Regions from separate parts of the Mus musculus genome. Here region 1 is linked to region 2. The links are chromatin contacts, called in public targeted proximity ligation maps. All regions are on one chromosome and are shown on one strand. The core of a region is the stretch at or near the end of the contact, and the rest is flanking DNA. Distances in the headings are between cores, read along the strand shown. Region 1 has its middle 17 kb from the start of Gm41329. Region 2 overlaps Anxa13 (annexin A13).

Evidence for each region.
Region 1: a targeted proximity ligation map of pancreatic cancer cells shows a contact between it and region 2. A contact is called at or near these places in 3 of 39 promoter capture datasets (liver, pre-B cells and stem cell-derived epiblast-like cells) and 1 of 130 datasets of targeted methods (pancreatic cancer cells).

Annotation. Positions count from the first base shown.
Region 1 is chr15:58,773,826-58,780,070 of GRCm38.p6, forward strand. No RefSeq gene overlaps it. Among named protein-coding and RNA genes, the nearest start is that of Gm41329, 17 kb to the left of the region's middle.
Region 2 is chr15:58,361,329-58,368,067 of GRCm38.p6, forward strand. It overlaps Anxa13 (annexin A13), which reads right to left. Exons shown (of 8, transcript NM_027211.2): 2 at 2,742-2,820. Among named protein-coding and RNA genes, the nearest start is that of Anxa13, 25 kb to the right of the region's middle.

The DNA of each region.
Region 1 (6,245 bases), core at 2,481-4,980, 410 kb after region 2:
GGGTCACAAGTGCAGCTGTGTGCAAGGGTCACAATGACACCAATAACTTTAAAAGTGTGTTTGATCTGGCTCCTTTGGATGACACTTGACTTTCAGCAAAGATTTCACCAAATCTCAGTTGGATGGACTGAGATTTCAGTACAATGGAATCATACGACAAGTCCCTAAAGAGGTAGGACATGGAATGGTTTTACTCCTTGTTCTTCTCCTTAAAACTATCAGCCATATTTTTTTCCAAACATTTACTATCAAATTGAAAGGAAAAGAAGGTGTCTAAGAGTTACTACTCCCATGGACCAGGTACCTAGTGCCTGTTCTATACCATATACCAAATGTGGCCACTCTCCATGGGCCACACACTTAACCAGGCTCACAGCCCTGTGAGAGGTATGCAGTTTTACAAGAGAGGCTTCCCTAGAACTTGGAAAGCTTGGTCTCGCATACAAGTTTTACACCTACAGACCAGCCTAGAACCATATGACAAAAGACAAGTACTATTAGCATGTTTTCAGAAAGCCTCCTATGGAACAGAATGGTGCCAGGTCTCCTAGCAACAATGACTCCCATCCTAGACTGAGAGGAAGACTCTGAAGACCACTGAAGACTGATCAATGGTATACAATCTGACTATGACTAATGGGTCTGTAATTCTCTATAGACAGGTGTGGTGGTTTGAATGAGAACAGCTCGCACAGGCTCACACAGTGCATGCTTTTCCCCCAGTTGAAGACCTGGTTAGGAAATCTGGGAGTCACAGCCTTGTTAGGGGAGGTGTGTTGCTGGGAGTGGGTTCTCAGGTTTCAACTCCTCCTCTTTCTCTTTCTGCCTGCTACCCTCAGATCAAGATCTAAAGCTCTAAGCTACTGCCCCAGTGCCATGCCAGACTGCCTGCCTGTCACCATGTTCCTTGTCGTACTATCCATAGTCTAACTCTCTGAAACTGTAAGCAAGCCCCTAGTTAAATGTCCTCCTTGAAAATGTGCCTTCAACGTAGTATTTCTTCACCACAATAGAACAGTAATTAAGATATCAAGCCTTCAAAACTTTGAGTTTTGTGCTGACACTAACTTTTTAAATGTCTTCCTTTGCAGAGGCAAATGTCTTCTATGGAAATTATGAAATAACCCATTTCTCTGTGGATGGACAGATTTCAGGGAGCTCACAGCAGGGGCCCAGCTCCTTCTCAGAGAGAGAGGGATGAGCTATCTATCATGTGGCATCACCATAGTTACCAAGGACAGAAGAAATGGAGTAACTAAGAAGACCTTCTCACATTCAGGAGCACAGGGCATAGCATGAACTACATAGAAGCCATGGAGACTTAACACTCGTTAAAACTGATGTCTTGACCTGGCAGTGGTGGTGCAAGTCTGTAATCTCAGCACTCGGGAGGCAGAGGCAGACGGATCTCTGAGTCCGAGGCCAGCCTGGTCTACGGAGTAAGAGTTCCAGGACAGCCAGGGATACACAGAGACTGTCACAAAAAGTCAAAACCAAAACCAACCAACCAAACAACAACGAAAACCCACCAATCTGACATCTTGTCCTTGGAAATTGGCCTTTATATATAATTTCCTAAATTGGAATAATTCAAGAAGTATACTTATTTTTTCAAAATCCAAAGCTTTTTTTTGTTTGGTTTTTTTTTTTTTTTCCGAGACAGGGTTTCTCTTTATAGCCTTGGCTGTCCTGGAACTCACTTTGTAGACCAGGCTGGCCTTGAACTCAGAAATCCACCTGCCTCTGCCTCCCGAGTGCTGGGATTAAAGGCATGCACCACCACGCCCGGCTAAATCCAAAGCTTTTTATTAACAGTAAGATCCAGGGTTAGTTTTTTTGTAGCCTTGGCTGGCCCTTTGGCCTCTGGCACACTCAAACTTCCAGTCCTTGTCACACTAGATGATATAACACATGACTTCTGAGGTTATACAGTTCCCGAGATGCAAATTACAACATTATTCAAATATGAAACCAACTTTAGAATCAAGTAACCTCTCTGAGCTGGTTGGTTAATTTCTCTAAAGAACCTCATTTTCTAACCTGAATCCTCAAGGCTTTTATGAATTGTAATCTCTTTAGATTTAAGGAGAGAGACAGGAGGGCTAATGCAGTTAAACTTGAGGGCACAAATGCCTTGGCTCTCAGAAAGGAATGTCCCTGTGGAGACGCTCTTAGAGCAGCCTGGGCTGGAGCCGTTCTCTTGAAGTTTCTAGACTTCAGTAACCAGGAAAGCCAAGCAGTTGCCAGGTTAAGGAATTTCATTTCTCCTGCACCCTTAACTTTGCTTGTCTTTGGGACCTGCGAAACTGAAGAGTAGACCCGACAGGGGTAAAGGGAACGAGCGATTACAGGTGCTGAAGCGCTTTCTAGGCCAGGTGTGGTAGGGACGCGTGCCTATAATCATCACATTTACAAGGTGGAGCCTGGAGGGTCAGGAATTCGAGGCTGGCCTCAGTCACAAAGGGAGTTCACTCCAGGTCACCCTGGGAGGCATGAAACAAAGTCTTAGAAGAGAAAAGGAAGCTATCTTGGCCCCAGCATGGTGGTACACGGCTATAATTCCAGCATCAGGCAGGAGGAAGCAGGGACAGAAGCAAGTTCAAGGACAGAGTAGGCAAACCCTGTCTCAAAAATGAAATGAAGTTTAAAAAAAAAAAACAAAACAGTCAGTTGATTGCTTCGGTGAAGAAAAAGCAGTTTGTAAAATCCAGTACACATTTATGATTAAAAAACAGACATCCTACCAGATAGGACAGAAATTGTTACTCCGGTAAGAAACATCTATTAAAAAAAAAAAAGGCAATTTTTTTTTTTTAAGAAACTATGAAAATTTCCACTCTTGACGCTCCTGCTCAAAAGCTGAAGGAAGAGGCACTGCCCACGCTGTGTTGATGATCTCCAGCAAAATCCTAAGCCAAGCACAGCATCTCAGCATAGGAGAATCAACCTCTCACAACCAGGCGGACAGGTGACTACCCAAGTCAGAAACAGAAAAGACCACACAGGCAAATGACTACATAAATAAGCAGCTTGAGCAAACAAAACCTATACAGAAGCTGTACATAGAAAACAATTAAATGCTATTTATACGTGACAAGGACAGTAAATATCCAGAAAGAAAAGACCTAGAAGAAACAATGAGCCAGAAGAAACTAGAGAGCTGGTTTTACACACACACAAAAATCTATGAACTGCTGTTGGATTCAAGATGGAGGATGAATTACACACACAGAGAAGAGTTGTTGAAAATGCATCTTCCCAAACTGAGTTGGGAAACAGTGCAATTGAGATGTGCCAGTATGATCTTGTTGGTTTGCTGGGTTTTATGCTGCAACAGGCTGGCTGGTATCTGCAAGTTGGCCTTAAACTGTATACAGAACACAAGGGACCAATTGGGGCACAAGCAGTGTCAAAGAATTATTTGGCAGAATATAACTAGCTAGGGGGAAGAACAGAAAATGAAGGAGTTCAAGTATGTGCTCTATCAGTACTACTTCTTCCATAATGAAGTATCACAGATCACAAATGCATTAACTCATGGCTTGTAGGTCAGAAGTCTTGTGGGCCTGGCTAATCTCTCAGCACTGGGTCTCACAAAGACAAAATCAAAGTGCCAGGGGCTTTGTCACTTTCTGGAGTTTCTAGAGGGGAGCCCATTTCCCTGCTCGTGCAGGAAGCTGGGGATATAAATTCTCTGTTTTCTTACTGACTCAGCCTCTGGAGGTGGTCCAAATTCCTTGGATCATGGCCTCTTTCCTCCATCCTCAAAGATATTAACAGAGCTGGGAGTCACTCCCTTTTTCCTATACTGGGTACTGAATTATCCACATCCTTAATGCCGCATGCAAACCCGTTATACAGCAGCCTCTCAAGTTCCAGGGATTCGGACCCAGCATCTTCAGTGTGTATGCGGAAACATTTGGGGGCATACACCTCGGTGCACCTTTGGTTTTTCTCTTTATCCTATTTTCTGATGATCACCTTCAGACCCCTCCTTCTGTTGGCTCCTCAGTTCTAATCTTTTCTGTGAAGCCTTCTGCTTTTTCCTTTCCATCCTAAACAGGGCCCATTTCCCAGAGTTTCCAAGGGAAAGCCACAGTTTGAGAACCCAAAGCTCTCTTGGGTTCTGTACTCTTGTAGAGAGCTTTTAAAACTACAGAGGCCAAATCGCCCACCAAGTAGAATGTCAGCCTCTAGGCTGAAGGCAGCTACAGAAGCTAGCTAGCTCAGCTCACGGATGCCCACTCATCTTAGGCTTCCCTTTGTCAAATTCTTCAAATAGGTGAGCCCTAGTCTTCAGCCACATTTTCCGCTGGATGGCCAGGATGGATTTTTGCTGGGTAATGATCATTGCAAGAACTACTGACCACTGTATCCCAACTCTTTCTCTGCCTGAATGGAAATGGTTGGCACATGCTACGTGTGTTGGATCAGGTGTTTTCCATGTATAGGTTATCTGATACCAAAGTGTCACTTAAAGACAGGACAGGATGCTGCTGTTCTTGATCAACAGTCACTGCTCAGGAACTTGAGCCTTCTCCCAGATGGGTATCTTCACACTGAGGGGACAGGTGAGGTATGAATATGTGGTAGCCAAAGTGACAGATTGTGAGAGACAGCTGCCTCCTCAGACATCCTTCTCATTTCTTGCTACAGACTTGGTCACTCAGAATGGAGACAACTGTAAGCTTCTAGGTAGAAATTTGAGAGACGTGTCACATAGTGATTTAAGTCACTTTGAGCCATTTACCTTTTTTTAATTCCTTCTTCCTGTGCAGGATGTGGATATAACTGATGGGACTCAACCAACCATTTTAGACCATGCATTGACTTTTAAGTATAAAATTTATACTTGAAACAACAGGACTCTAGGTCTCTAACCATTTTCTGAAGTGTAACCCCTTTACCAGGTCTGAACAACATGCTGTGATAATGTTATTATACAGGACACAAGTTTCTGCCTCGTTTCTGGTATTGTTATCCTGGGATTTCAATATCTGTACCTGGAGCTAATGTAATCAGGATGGTTCAAACCACAGTTCTCAAATTGGAGGTGTGATCTGCAGAGTTTCAGTGTTTGTATTAAAGTAGTTTGTGTGTTCAAAACATTTTTCCTAATACATTAAGGCATTATTCCTTTTTCCACTATGGTATGGTCACTGACAGAGCAAAAGGAATGATGTGCCTGTAGCTGCAGAGGGTGAGCAGGGTGCCTGGAGCCTAGGAATTTGAGATCAACCTGGGAAACACAACTAGATAGGAGTGGAAAATAGGAGAAGGGGAAAGGGAGAGGAAAGAGGGAAGGAGAGAGGGTGAAGTGGAAGTTGGGGGAAAGAAGGGAGAGAGGGAGTGAAGGAGCCAGTGGGCAGAGTATAGTGTGGAACAAACCTAGTTCCAAGCAGGGCTTAAGCCGACACTGTGTTCCTCACTGCCATGAGCTTATAGCTTGAACTCAAAGATACTGTCAAACAAAAGGCCACTAATATATATTCCCTCCCTTTGCAACCAGGGATCTGTGTGAGGTTTTATTTTCTCCAAGCAGAACAATAGCAAACAGATCAAAACGGGTGAGAATCCAGCTGCTTCTAGTAACCTAGACATTAAAGACATTTGGAAAAACTGTAAAACTCTTTTCTCCTCACTAGCTTCTGAAAAATAATTTCCATAAAGTATGTATCACGTATGTAAACACTTAGTTGGTTTGTAGTTATACTAAATGAACAAATTAATTTTATAATATGTTAGTTGCATCTCTAACACAGTATTACATAAAAGCCATTTGGCGAACGTCAAATGTTTGTAGAATAAAGGCATCTTGAAAACAAGACACTTAAAATCTTTGGTTTGTGATACTGAATTTAAGACATAACCACAAAGCTGTTCTCTTATGAAAACACACGTGCCGTTAAGCCCCAAAGTGGAGAAATAGCACAATACTAAGGAAATGGGGGAAGGGGAGGGGAACGGGCAGAGAGTTTCAAAACTGTAAATAAACAGCATTGGAGTGAAGCATCAGGGGAAAATGAGATTACTGTAGTCATTAGTTCTAACACACATGCACAGAGAATAAGCCAAGAGAATTTATTTTCTTAAAAAGAGGGTCTCACTGTGTATCCCTGGCTGGCTTGAAACTAGATGCGCATGCTGGCCTTGAACTCTGGAGCCTCCCAAGTGCTATGATTAAAAGCATGCGCCACCACGCCCGGCCCTTGAAATCGATTTGCAAATAGAGAATGCACATACAG
Region 2 (6,739 bases), core at 1,048-3,547:
ATCACATCTGCAAAGACCCCCTTTCCAAATAAGGACAGGGCCATTCTCCCAGATCCTGGGGGCCTAAACCTTCTAGCTGCCTCCGTTCAACCTTTTGTGATGGAGAGCAGGTTGGACCTGCTTAGTGATCTAGTTGGATCTGATCTAATTGGAACTGAGATTGTGGTTAAGGAGTGGCTTAATGGTTACCAATGGAATGCTGTGCACAGTGTGCAGAGAGTGTGGGGAAAGGGTGCTGAGCTGGAAGTTAGGATCTGAGCTCTAGGTAAGAAGCATTCTCTGAAGTGGCTGAGCAGTTTAGTTTCCGCACACCTCAGCAGACCTGAGCTTGACCCTAAGGTGTGGTCCCAGGCTCTGCAGAGTTCTTACTGAGACCTATTAGCAATGCTCCGCATCTCCCCAAGAGCCTTTGATGGCTAGTATGCCTTTGAACATTTGAGAAGCCATGTATTAGATGATCTCCAGTGGCTCTGAGGTCTAAGAGGCTGCTGGTCCATGGACTCTTCGTTGGAGCCTATTCTGTGATGGGTCAGTTGGTAGGGATCACTCCAAAGGATAAGTCTAGGCAGAAGATGATGGATGTGCAGGGCTTTGGAACTGCGACTGGGGCAGCAGAGATGCCTAGGCTGAGAGTGTCCACGTTAGGGAGAGGCTGGGGACCATGTAGGGTTTCCCAGGACCCAGGTCATCCACATACTTAGGGCATCATAAGGTACCAGGGGAACAGAAATGCTTCTAGCTAGCATCTAAGTTCTGCATCATTTTGGAGGAACAAACTATCATTTTATTGTGGGACATTATAAATTTGACTTGCATTGGTGGTGAGGGGTAGGAGTACATTTAATCTTTCCTGTGCTTGGACCTTCCAGCCCTCCTTCATCCAACCCCTCAGTTTCTAACCTGTCATGGCTGCTTAGTGCAAATAAAAATAAACTAGAATGTAAAATACTTCATCTATAATTTTATGTCCATAGTGAGATAAAATGATATTTTGTATAAATTGGGGGTAACAAAAGTGTATCATCAAAACAATATAACTTGTATATTTTTCTCTTTTAAAATTTAGCTTCTTAAAAACTGAAGTGAAATTGGGTGTGGCGGCACTTGCCTTTGGCTCCAGCCCTTGGGAGATGGAGGCAGTAGGATCGGTTCAGGCCAGCCTCAGGTACACAAGTCCAAGGCTAGCCTAGACTACCCTGTCTTCAAACAAAACAGAGCTGGGAAGATTGTTCAGTGAGTAAATGATTTGCTGCGGAGGCAAGAGGGTGTGAGTTCAGATCCCTGGCACCTATGTAAAAAGTGGTCTACACCTGAAACATAGGTGCTCAGAAACTGAAGGTACCCTGGGCTAAACAAGGTAGAAAGTGATGGTAGAAGCCCCCTGACAACAGATTTTGCTTTGCACGTTCACGACCACATAGAGCTGCAGCGTAATTTGCAAAGCTGTATGAGGTGGCCCATACCTATAATCCCAGCACTGAGGAAGGAGGATTGCCGTTATTGAGGCTAGCCTGCACTATAAAGCAAGTCCTTATCTCAAAGCAATATTTTAAGTAGTAAAGTGACCATTGTGACTGTTGGAGAGCTTCCCTTTAGACCTTTAAATTCTGCCCCAGCAGGGATGTCATACAAAGTCTTCAAGTCAAATTATGTCTGTGATCTAGGTTTGCTTCAGTGTGTCCTTGTCCACAGAGGCAAGATTCTATATTTTCTACCAAGTCAGAGATCTCTCAGGTGGCCAAGTGTCTAACAGCTTCACCCTTTGTTTCATAATTTTATGATTTGGGGCAAATGTTTTACACCGAGCCTTTTATTCCCATCTGATAGTCCTTATGATCTCATCGATTTTACAGGCTTGCTGGGAAGAGTGAGCAGAATGATGATGGATGTGTGACACTGAGCTGGACAGTGGTCACGCAGGCACTCTACAGAGGAACAAGCATGTTGGCTCCATTCTGTGGTCACATGCAAGAGGGGCATGAGAACTCTGATTCTGGCACTCAGTAGGTACTCAGCCCAAGTGTTTTTAAAAATAAACTCTAGGTCAAAACAAAACAAAACAAAAAACCAAAAAACAGAAGTTCATATTAAGCATGCTACATCATTACCACACCCAACCCAGGTCTGCAACCCATGGCTAGGTATCTGGACCTCACCACAGAGCATCAGGGACGTCTCAGCTTCCTGGAAAGTACCCTGGAGTTCTCTTCCACTCAGCAAACCTCAGGCATAAACATCCTGAGGCTTCCACACAAGGCCTTCCCTTGACAGCTGTCTGCCAGGAGTAAGCCAGAGATGAGTCAGAGCAGGAGGTGAGCAGGAAGCCACAACCCCTGGTCTTTCCCTCTGATTCCCCGGAGCTGCCACTGCCAAGCAGGGCTTGTCTGTTAGCTGCCTCTCCCTCACCATGAATACAGCTCTGGCCAGATCTGATTCCTCACATCCTCCCATGGAAAAGGCCAAAGAAATTTAGAGAAGATTAAGATGGAATAAACTTCACTTCTAATGAAGTTCCCCATAACTTCAAGGTCTAATTAAATATCACAGGTTTAGCTTCCAATAGCCTCAAAAGAAAAAGTAAGGAGCCCCTTTGATAACTTGGGGACCTCAAATAAATCCCTGGAAGAGATCAGAATCCATATGACAGGCAGGTCACCTTCCTGTCGCTATGGGAAAGTTGGTTATGACATCAAGCTTAATCAATTTCAAAATAAAATAAGTGAAGAAAATGATCTTCCTACCCATTCCTTTGCAGGCTTTGTACAGCTTTTTGGCATCTCGGTCTGCATCAAAGCCGTGGTGATGGCTTCTCTCTTTGGCCTAGAGAGGAAATAATGCGAAGGGTGAGGTGGATAATACAGTTGTTCTTAAGTTAGTTTTGCTGGATCTGACAACCAACTAGAAGATCACACCTTTGTCCACACACAGGGCAGATGCCGCTCTACGAGTGGATGTTTATGGAAATCAGCTGGGGAAACTTGGTCCCCAGAGAGATGGCTGGTACTCCATGGGGCCAGATGGCCTTGGGTGGTCATGGGAGAAGGGTCTTCTCTGTTCTTAAGGACAATTGATTGCTCTGGCTAACTCTATAAGTGATTTTCATAGCAACCCATCTTGTGTGTCCTTTTCTCTCAAACAAAGCCAGTGTCTCTGGAATATATGTCCTCCATGATGGATAGGCCAAGTAGATCCAAGGAGCAGGATTTGTCAAAGCTGAGGGAACCTCATTAAATTCTCTTGCTGGCCTAGATCAGTGCCATCCATACAGGAGAGACATCATTTAGTTTGTCAGAGATTCTATGTGAATTGACAAGGGAGTAGTTTTTAGCTTTTAGTTCTCTGCAAGAGAAAGGTCCTGCTTATTTATTGAGCTGCCTTGTGTTTCAGTCCTTGATTTAATCACCAAATGATGGGTTCTCTTATGCATGCCAATCTCCTTATTATTTTAATAATGATGATGATAATAATAATAATAATAATAATCTAAGTGTGAAGGTTTTCCTTCACTCAGTCAATAAATTTTGTTTTTCCTCAGTTGTTTTAAAAATACACTTTCAGGGCTGGAGAGATGGCTCAGCAGTTAAGAGCACTGACTGCTCTTCCAGAGGTCCTGAGTTCAGTTTCCAACAACCACATGGTGGCTCACAACCATCTGTAATAGGATCCGATACCCTCTTCTGGTGTGTTTAGAGACAGGTACTGTGTACTCATATATGTAAAATAAATAAATCTTTTTTAAAAAAGACACTTTCATTAGCACTAAACTGGAAAGACAATATGTTTGCATACATAACAGATAAACATCAAAGTAACAGATCAGGATTAAAACTGTATAGGTAGGAGGCCAAATCAAATTCTCAAGCTGGTAGCTTGGAGGACCCCTGAGTTCTCTCAACTCTTTGCTTTTCTTCACCAAATGATGCGTCTATGTGTTTCCTTCAGTGAAGCTGGCTTAAGGCCACATCCCCTTCACTCCACCTCCTCTACTTGCAACAGAGGAAGCAAAAAACAAACCACACACAGTACAATGGCCATGTAGCATTTGTCTAGTTCACATCACTATTTCTTTGGTGGCTTGCCCCTCCTACATTCTTGGTGACCCAAATGGGGCTGTCAGTCATGAGGCCTGGTTCTCATCATCGTTGATCAGCAATGTGGACACCAGCCCCATCACTTTGGCTATCATGATTTGTTCAGAATGCAGTCTTTCCCTTGGTTGACTGGTAGAATTGTAAGAGGTCATCTACTGGTCCTGAGGAGCTTAGTGGCTCTTAGGTTAAAGCTGTTGGTGGCCATTTTGTCCATTGCATGCCACAGAGAGAAGTGTGAGAAAGAAGAGAGAAGAGAGAAGAGAGAAGATGAGAGCGAGAGACAGTGGGGAGAGAGGAGAGTGGGCAAGAAAGGAGGAGGAGGAAGAGGAAGGGGGAGGAGGAAGAGGAGGCAGAAGAGGAGGAGGGTAGGGATAAAAATATCCCGTCATGGCAGTATCTGGATCCTTGACTTTCTGTTTCATTCCTAACAATCACAAAACTCCCCTTTAGCTAAGAGATTATGACTTGGGTTTCTGCCCTCAAGACCCTGAGTGTCCTGACTAAGTCTGTGGTCCGAAGAAGGTTTCCATGAGTGGAGAACCATAGGTTCTGAAAGTCAGAGGTAGGGAGGGGGGTCTTGGGTACCCCCCCATCACCATTTTTGGATTATGAAGGCATGGACCATCAGTTTTAAAAAAGCAATTCCTTAAAAAAAGTTATAATATTTATGTACTGATTGATTGATCTGGTTTGTACATGCCTGTGGGTGTGTGCATGCAACAGTATCTGTAGATCTGTAGAGGTGAGAGGATAACTTGCAGTGTTCTCTCCTTCTACCATGTAGGTCTTGAGGATCGAACTCGGTGGCAGGTGTTTTTATCCACTGAAACATCTTGCTAGCCTGACATGAACTGTACTTATTTGAAACAAGCCAGGAGATGGGCTGGCATTTTTAGAACACCTGCTGCACACCAGTCAATTTATAGAGCTTTGCTATCCACAGAGAAAACGGAGCGCTCATAGCCTGTCTTGTAGGTAAGAACTCCTGGCTTTAGGTTATGCACCATCACGTTCCTCACCCCGCTTATGCCACAGGCCTTCTGCTTAGGCAGAGGAATGGCTTTCCCAAGCTCCTCACCAAGGTCTCACGTGGGTTGGAGGAGTGCTGCTTTTGGAGGCTTGTTGGTAAGAGCTGCCATATTGTTTTCAGGGCTCATTACCAAGTGATGCTTGGAAATTGAAACATTCCCCTCACAGTGATGTCAGAGTGCTCAGGCAAACATGGGGCCCTTTGAGCATGGGACCCTTGAGGCTGCACAAGCATGCATGTGTGTATGCATGTGCCTGCTTGTATGTGAGTATAGGCGTAGACTTGCCATCTTGTCAGCCCTGGACGTCAGTTCTCATCTTGTTTGAGACAAGGTCTCTTGTTGTTTGCCATTGTGCACACCCACCAGGCTAGCCAGCCTGGGAACTTTCCTGGATGCTTCCTTTACTGCCTCCTATCTTGCTGTTGGAACTCTAGTGCTACAGGTGTGTGTGACTGCATCCAGTGTTATGTAGATTATGCTGATTTGAACCCAGGTCCTCGAGCTCATAGATTTCAGTGTTTGGTCATCAGAGAGTAGCACTATTTGAAAAGGTGTAGGGACTGCAGTGGTGGCGCACGCCTTTAATCCCAGCACTCGGGAGGCAGAGGCAGGCAGAGCTTTGAGTTCAACTCCAGTCTGGTCTACAGAGTTCCGGGACAGCAGAACTACACAGAGAAACCCTGTCTTGAAAAACCGAAAATAACAACAATAACAAAAAAGAAGGAAAGAAAGAAAGGAAAGGAAGAAAGGAAGGAGGAAGGGAAGACAGAGAGAGAGAGAGAGAGAGAGAGAGAGAGAGAGAGAGAGAGAGAGAGAGAAGGTTCAGGAGGTGAGGCCTTGTTAGAGGAAGTGTGTCATTGGGTGTGGACTTTGAGGTTTCAAAAGCCCAAGCCAGGCTCAGTCTCTCTGTTTCTCATTGCCTATGGGGTCAGGACGTAGGTCTCAGTTACTGCTCCAGCATCTGCCTGCATGTCCCCATGCTTCCTGCCAGGATGATAATGAACTGAACCTCTGAAACTATAATGCTTACCTTTATGAGTTCTATTGTCGTGGTGTCTCCTCACAGCAATAGAACAGTGAGTAAGACTCTGGGCCTTCTTTATGATTGTGTATGCCTGGCATATAATGTAGGGTGGAGTCCATATCAGAAACACTATCACTGGCAGAGAAGGATAAGGACACAAGGCACTGGCTCCTGGTAGAAACCACTATTAGCCTTGCTGGTTACCCTTTCCAACCATTTGAGAAGAGAATGAGGTCTTGTTCTTTGTAACAGTGGGGCCTGTAGTCTCGGAGTGAAGGAATTGTCCCATGTCATGATTTTGAGGGAGGGGGAGGGGGAGAGGGAGAGGGATCAGCCTGTTTGGGTTTTTCTTCTGTGTGTCTGAGTCTGTCTCCACAATGAGCATATTATGTTTGTCAGAGGCTCCGTGGTTGATCCTGGGATGTCCTGGAGCTCTTTTAGAGGAGCTGGGACAGGCTCTTCCCTGGAATGCACAGGGAGCAGGCATGCCATAGACATTGTTCATTGTTAAATGGGTAGCTGACTTTGGGGCCTACTCCTGTTTGCCAATAAGGAGATTTCATTCTTAAAACCAAAGCCATGGCACAGAACTT